2 separate regions of the Sus scrofa genome follow, and region 1 is linked to region 2. Evidence: chromatin contacts called from public promoter capture Hi-C data. All regions are on one chromosome and are shown on one strand. The core of a region is the stretch at or near the end of the contact, and the rest is flanking DNA. Distances in the headings are between cores, read along the strand shown. Region 1 holds the start of RAB33B (ras-related protein Rab-33B). Region 2 has its middle 10 kb from the start of MGST2.

Region 1 (3,994 bases), core at 280-2,779, 170 kb after region 2:
TCAGAATATTTCTGCAGGAAAAGAGATTTTTCTAAACTACTCAATGTCATACCGAAACCACTGTAGCAAAACTCTAAGCAACAGAATATCTAAGTACTTCCTTAAAAGCAATGGGGCTTTACTTCCACAATACCTAGAGAAGTGCTCCAATGAAATGTTTAATAAGAGATATTTATCAAATGAAATCCCTATGCTGAGAAACTTCACTGTTTTTCCTTTCTCTTACTTCATAACTCCCAGCACGTGAGACACAGCCCACGAGTCCATGGGTACCCCCTACAGTCACAAACTGGCTGCACCTGCATCACCTGAGACCTGACCAAATCAGAACCTGTGTTTAAAGAACAAAAACGAACCAACAAAACACCCACAAGAACTCCCCAGGTGAATCGCATGCACATTAAAGTTTGAAAAGCACTGCCTTAGAAGTTTACTGTATACAAGACCTTCCAAGCCCAAACTCCAATCTCCACAACAGCGTTAGAATAGCATGCCCTGCACAGGGTCAACAATTAACCCATGGACCGGTTGGGACACTTGTCACCCCGAGGCAACCTTCCTCCCTGACAGTCTTCCATCCGCTCACCTTGATACGCTCCTCGTCAATCTCCACGGCTCGTTCTCGGAAATCCACCCCGATAGTAGCCTCCGTGCGATCGGGGAAGCGGCCGGCGCAGAAGCGGTAGGTCAGGCACGTCTTGCCCACATTGGAGTCGCCAATCACGATTATCTTGAAGATGCGGGAGCGAGCCGGAGGCAGAAACACTGAGGCCCCTGACACCGCCCCGCTGGACGAGAAGCTCGCCTCGAGCGACGACTCCATCTCCGAAGCCATTCTCCTGACCCGCCCCAAACTGAGGCGGTGGGAAGGAGACGCAGAAAGGCTGGGAAATTACGCCACCGGGAGCGAACGCCGAGCCCGCCGGCTGGGCTGCGCAACTTCCCAGGAGCCACCGCCCTCCAGCCCTGCAGCGCGCGTGCGCACCTTCCCGCCCCGCCCCCGGCCCGCGCAGGTGTGGCGCCCACCAGCCTAGACTCACGGACCCTCCCGCCTTGTCCCCGGCTCCACCCTAGCGTCACTCAGGCCGGGGCCCGTCTACCTGGGAAATCACGGGGCCTGTCAGGAGCCTGACGGTGGCGCGGAAGGCAAGCTGCCGAGAGGCCAAGCAGAGTGCCCAGGCCCAGCACCCAGGCAGGCCCGGCCCCGCCACGTCCAAGGCTCCCGCCCTCTGGAGTAAGCGGCGCGAGCGCTCTGGAGGCGGGGAGAGAGACAGCTGAAAGGAAGGAGGTACCGCCAGGCAGTCTCTCGCGAGAGGGCGGAAGAGCCGTTTCGACGGGGGCGTGTGCCCGCTGAGGCCGAGTAAGGTTTTCGGAGGGCTCGGGCGTCAGGCTCTTCGCTTTCTTCGATTTGCGGTTGGGGCGTCCCGGGCTTGGAGGTGGAGGCGGGTTCCCTTGGCTTGCAGCTGGGGTCCCCGGAGTCGGCTGCGCTCCCTGACTCCTCTGGGCTCTCGTGACCGCAGGAGTTGGGACAGCGACGGGGCTGGGAGGTGGGAGTGAGGGTGTGAGAAGCACTTAGAAGCGAGTTCCGGGTGGTCTTGACAGGAGCGTGGTTGTCAGTGAGCAGGCAAGAGTTCAATGCCGTCCGCCGCCTCCGCGCAGAAGATTTCATTAGACGCCCTGAGCGATGCTTCGGTGCCTGCAGAACTCTGGTGTCCGGGATTCGCGGCCCAAAAGAAGTAGAACAAATCACATGTGGACCACGTGGGGGCATGGAACCCAGAAGCTGTCACTCGACGGCCTCTGTGGTGAGAGTAAAACCGGCTGTGCCCTGGTTTTAGGTCTTCGTGAGCAGGCCTGGGTGACGATGTCGTAGCGGTTAAATATTACTGAGTGCTCGCAGAAGTTGTCTTTGTCCGTATACCTAAGGGAAATATTAATAGATGAGACCATTCAGTCTTAATTTTTTCTGATTACTGTGAATTCTTCCGAGGAAACCTACTATATACTAAGTCATAGAAAATGTCCCAAATGTGCAGACACACTGCTTTTTGTGAAAAGTTTTGTTTTGTTTTGCAGTAACGAGACTGGGGTTTTTTATTTTGTTTTGGTTTGTTCTAAGTACAGGGTTATGCCTGCTGCCTGGAAATACAAGGAGAATGGAGAGGAGTACATAGTATGCCTTAAATAGAAGGAGGGGAACAATAGAGCACTAACAGCCCTAAGAAAGGAGATAAACTGCTTATTTCGGCAGATAAAACGAAGGTGTGCTTAGAGCAAATTAGTGGTAGCACCTGAGCATGCCTAGTTGCCAGCAATTTGCAAAAGCCTTGATACACAATAATTTCTGTTATGGTGGAAAAACTAAAGTTACTAGCATACCAAGTTATGTTAAGGAAGGGAGGAGTTTACCTGGTTGAATGTGTATGCCAGTTACATTTCAGTTTACTGTTACAGAAACCAGAACATGCCCTGAAAATCCTAACTGTTTATCTGTGAGGTGGTTTCTATGAAGATTAATCATCCCAGAAACTATTAGAGGTCTACTCAACCTGTCCCATTTAAAAGATAGAATCTGAAGATTTAATGAGAAAAAGCACTTGAAGAATTCAAAACTGTGGCTAATCAGGTAATTTGAAAATATGGTTAAAAAGCATCAACGTCTCTGTATCCCAAGGCCCTTGCTCTTTTTTGTATTCTGACTTTTTTGGTTTAGCTCATGCTAAACTGCATTAGTAATTCATTTTCTTGTCTCTTTATCCAGATCCTATTCATATTTCACATACTAGCTCAAAAATCTTATCTCTGTGAAGCTTTGGTTGATTCCTTCAGCTCAGAATGTTTTGGATTTATTCTAAAAGTATTGTGTTTTGGGGGTATTGCTCACTGGGCTTTGGAATACTATCTCTGGCTGTTTATGTCATGTTTATGTGTTGTGCCCTCCAACTGGTTTGTCGGTTCTTGGCTACTGGCTGAAAATAGTAGTCATTGTTATTCAGTAAATGGTGGATAAATGAGTGAAAGGAGAGATTTCTTGTGTAAGGATTGTCAGTTTGAACCCTTTACCAATTAGTTGTGCACAGTTCTGCATAACTTAGATGGAAAAAGCATTGTAGATACTTGACCGTGTTATGAGGAGTTTTGTATTTTCAGTCTGCAGTTTGAGATATTCCTTATGTGATTAAAGTGTGTATCATTTGTATTAATCGAATAACCCCAGGTTTGATGCTTGAAAGAGATTCTACTGTTGGGAATAGTGGATGGGTGATACAGCTCTATTTTCTGAGAATTCATTTTGTCTTTGGTGTTTTTTACTACTTGCAGCCACTACCACTTGGCCTCAAAGTATAAGCATGTAGCCTTGCCTTTCTTTAATATTTTAACTGCAAAGCTGAGGAGAGACTAAATTTGGATCCTTTAATAGTAAAACTGGAACATTATACACAGTTTAGGGTAAGATGGGTGTTGAAAAGTAATTTTCTAATAGAAAAACCTGAGTGGATATTAAAAATATAAAATAAGGGTAATCTTATATATAAAATATAAGATTTTCAACTTTTTAAAAATTGTAGTTGATTTATAATGTGTTAATTTCTGCTGTACAGCAAAGTAATTCAGATATATATATACATTCTTTTCAGTATTTTGCACTGCGGTTTATCATAGGATATTGAATATAGTTCCCTGTGCTATACAATAGGACCTTGTTATTTATCCATTCTATATATAATAGCTTATATCTGCTAATCCCAACCTCCCACTCCAACCCTCCTTCAAACCCTTCCCTTTGGCAACCCATAAGTCTGTTCAATATGTCTGTGAGTCTTTTTCTGTTTTGTAGATAGGTTCATTTGTGCCATATTTTAGATACCACATATAAGTGATATCACATGGTATTTGTTTTTCTCTTTCTGACTTCACTTTGTGTGATAGTCTAGGTCCATCCATGTGGCTACAAATGGCATTATTTCATCCTTTTTTATGGCTGGGTAGTGTT
Region 2 (3,701 bases), core at 249-2,748:
TACCTTCAAAGATGTGAAACCCTTTCTCGGCCTGAAACACTCCTCCTCCTTCTCACTTTTAACCCAAATGGCCAATGTTCTATGTAGTCCTAATGTTAGCCTGTTTTGCATTATGTGTTTGATAATTGGTGCCTTTGACTGATGTTCTTGTTAATGTTGCTTTAGTTCACAGACTTGTAATATTCTTAGGCCTGGAGGAGATTTCAAAAAGAAATAATATAAAGCAACCCCCTATGCCTGGATGCCTGAGGTGATGGGACCCTGCTGTCCCTGATCACAGGTAGGCAGGGTCTTCTTCTGAAACAAGAAGTCAAGGTCAGGTCTGAGAACACCAGGCCTGATTCCTGTGCGGGCAGAGGGGTCTCCCAGTCCCAGATGAAACTCCTTTGACCCACCCTATCCTGTTCTCACAACGCATTCCAGATCCCCCTCCCCAGCCCACTGCTGAAATTAAAAAGGCAGTGCCTGCAGCAGTAATCATTTTTTGATTATTTACACAATCATGTAAGGGGCACCACATTCCTGTTGTGGGGGCCTTTATTACAATAATCCTACAAAATCCCTCTGGTGTCACCCACATTTTTTACAAGAAGAAACTGAGGAAGTTCCCGTCTTGGCGCAGTGGTTAACGAATCCGACTAGGAACCATGAAGTTGCGGGTTCGATCCCTGCCTTGCTCAGTGGGTTAAGGATCCAGCGTTGCCGTGAGCTGTGGTGTAGATCGCAGACGCGGCTCGGATCCCGCGTTGCTGTGGCTCTGGCGTAGGCTGGTGGCTACGGCTCCAATTAGACCCCTAGCCTGGGAATCTCCATATGCCGCGGAAGCGGCCCTAGAAAAAGGCAAAAAAGACCAAAAAAAAAAAAGAAAGAAAGAAAGAAACTGAGGCACAAAGAGATTCATAAACTTGCCCAAGATTGTGTAACTAAGTGATACCAAGAGTTCACTTTTAGCCCCAGTCCAGTGGTCTTGGCACTATCTCTCTCTTCCCTAAGAGCTTTTTGTATCCAACCCCTCTGTTACTCTCAAAGAATAGAAGGCGTTTCTCTGAGTTTTGGGGAGATAGAGCTGTGTGCCCAAGATCCACTGTACCTCTCCCATATCGCCACCAGATGGCGCAGTGAGCGCTAACATCCTTTCCATCCTTGGCGCTTGGCTAGACCGACAAGGGTGGCGCGAACAGCTGCAGGGAGCATGTCAAAACAGAGTTCTATTTAGGAAAGCGGGGCCTTCCTGCCTGGCCCTGTTTCCCATCGGGATCCTTGGTTGGCTCTCCACAGACTATAAATGAATTTGCTTTTTTCTTGCTTCCCCATCCTACTGCTAACCCACATCTCTGATTCTATTTTCTCTCCGTCCCTGACACCAGGGCACAAGTCCCACCCACAGCAGGGAATAGTGTGTCTTGAAGAGAGAGGGCAGCAGGCTGGCTGGGTGGGCCAGGGAGTCGAGGTCTACAGTCAGTCCCCAGGGTGACTGGTGGACCATTTTCTACACAGACCAGGAGCCCAACACCGTGCACACTCCAGCATTCACCCGACCCCCACACCTGGTCCAAGGGACCTGTCTTAGTCCGCTCAGCTGCCATAACAAAGTATCAGGGGGCTGACATCCAAGATCAAGGTGAGGACAATTTGTTTTCTTCTGAGCCCTCTCTCCTAGGCTTGCAGGTGGCCTCCATCTCACTGTGTCCCCACATGGCCATTTCCCTGTGTGCCCTACTCTCCTCTTTTCATAAGGACACCAGTCGGGTTGGATTAGGGTCGCACAAGCAGCCTCATTTTATTTTATTTGTGTGTGTGTTACTATTCTTTTTTTTAATTGAGGTATAATTGACTTACAATGTTGTGTTCAAGTGTTCAGCAAAGTGACTCAATTACATTTTTTTCAGATTCTTTTCCATTATAAGTTATTACAAAATATTGACTATAGTTCCCTGTGTTATACTGTAAATCCTATTGCTTATCTATTTTAGTATAATAGTTTGTATCTGTCAATCCCATGCACCTAATTTATCTCCCCTTCTTTCCCCTTTTGTAAGCATAAATTCATTTTCTGTGTCTGTGAGTCTGTTTTATATTCAGATTCATTCACATTGTTTTTTAGATTCCACATGTAAGTGATATTATATAGTATTTGACTTCACTTGTTAGGATAATCTCTATGTCCATCCATGTAGCTGCAAATGGCATTACTTCATTCTTTTTTATGGCTGAGTAATATTCCATTGTATATATGTACTACCTCTTTACCCATTCCTATATGGATGGACATTAAGCTTGCTTCCATGTCTTAGCAATTATAAATAGTGGTGCTATGAACATTGGGGTGTCTGTGCGTTTTGAGTCAGAGTTCTCATCTTTCCTTTTTTTCATTTTCTAAGGAACCTCCATACTGTTTTCCACAGTCAGCCTCATTTTATTTTAACTGCCTCTTTAAAGGTCCCATCTCCAAATACAGTCACATCCTGAGATACTGGCGCTGGGCCTTCATATATGAATTTCAGGGTGGATGCAATTCAGTCCGTAACAGGATCCAATCACTAATATTTAAAAACCTTGAGGGCAGAATTTTGTGCTTAATTTTCACCCCAAGAGGTCACAGGCAAAGTCATAGGTCACAATGGGTTCATGGCCTTCATCACTGTGTGATGTTAAGGATGAATACGGCTCAAACAGTCCACGTAATTGCCAAATGGCCCGTCCTGGGGCTTACATGGTAGCCCCGATGGATCTGGTTTGGGGTCTCTAACTGACGAACCAAGTAGACGATCACCAGCCTCTGCTTCTCTATGAAGAGCTGGTTCCCCTCTTCTCTTTCTTTTGAACACCCCCAAACGCAGCACACTCCCAGAGCCCATTCTCTGGAGTCTTTCTGCCTGAGAGAAGGCTCTTGGATGGCAAACTGGATATGCATGACACACCCTGGGGGGCTGTAGGGATGACAGAGTGGCCCCAGGTTGAAAGATTAGGCCAGAGAGTCTGTTCAATCTGGGAGTGCCCCCAGGACAGGTTTTGTGGAGCCTCATTCAGAAGAAAGTCAGAGAATTAAGAAATCCCAAAGAAGAAGTCGCTTCCCAGGGCAAAAAATGGTAATGGAGCAGCAAGAGAAATGCCTCATCAGAGAATAAAGAAAGCAGCTCCCGTTTGCCAGCGGCTGAACATGGCTGGGGGTTGGGGACCGGGTCACCCTCAGCTGGGGAAGACTCATTTGACACCAATGGGTCTCCAGCACCGGCTTTTTCTTAAACTGCTCTGCTGTCCCCTCAGAGGTAAAGCTAACCCTGGTTTGATAACCCAAATAATTCTCAACCCAGTCCCTATTCAGCCCTCTCCAGGGTGCCTTGCCTCCCTCAAGACATAAGATTTTTGTATTCGTGTGTTAGATCATGGCCATGTAGAGTTATACGATGCTGGAGCCACAGTGGAGCATATGCAATAATTGTGAGTCCAGCCTTATAGTCCAGGCTGTGTTTGGGGAGACGTATCTCCGGGAGGGAAGACAAATCTGTATCCACAATAAGTGTCTATTTCAGTGATAATAAATTATTGCCCTTTCCATTAAGAAAGTAATCTTTACCTGAATAGACATTCCTCCAAAGAAGATATACAGATGGCCAACAGCACATGAAAAAATGCTCAACATCACTGATCATTAGAGAAATGCAAATCAAAACTACTATGAGATACCACCGCACACCATT

What was found. Promoter capture Hi-C pulls out the DNA fragments that hold promoters and counts their contacts.
Region 1: a promoter capture Hi-C map of fetal skeletal muscle shows a contact between it and region 2, with 4 times the contacts expected there. The contact joins the promoter of RAB33B here to the enhancer-like site in region 2. A contact is called at or near these places in 3 of 5 promoter capture datasets (fetal liver, fetal skeletal muscle and liver), 24 of 47 Hi-C or Micro-C datasets (adipose tissue, blood, brain and 14 more) and 1 of 2 datasets of contacts at active chromatin or transcription factors (skeletal muscle).

Annotation. Positions count from the first base shown.
Region 1 is chr8:87,569,016-87,573,009 of Sscrofa11.1, forward strand. RAB33B (ras-related protein Rab-33B) reads right to left here and starts at 1,530. Exons shown (of 3, transcript XM_005656532.3): 1 at 1,101-1,530; 2 at 587-854. The coding sequence starts at 835. LOC102162389 (a long non-coding RNA gene) reads left to right here and starts at 998. Exons shown (of 5, transcript XR_002346777.1): 1 at 998-1,360; 2 at 1,603-1,805; 3 at 2,455-2,626.
Region 2 is chr8:87,403,148-87,406,848 of Sscrofa11.1, forward strand. No RefSeq gene overlaps it. Among named protein-coding and RNA genes, the nearest start is that of MGST2, 10 kb to the left of the region's middle. Within about 2 kb of position 1,499, at least 8 of the 83 cell types and tissues checked have an H3K27ac peak or open chromatin away from gene starts, as enhancers often do. A contact at or near this core is called in adipose tissue, fetal skeletal muscle and skeletal muscle, where this site is marked.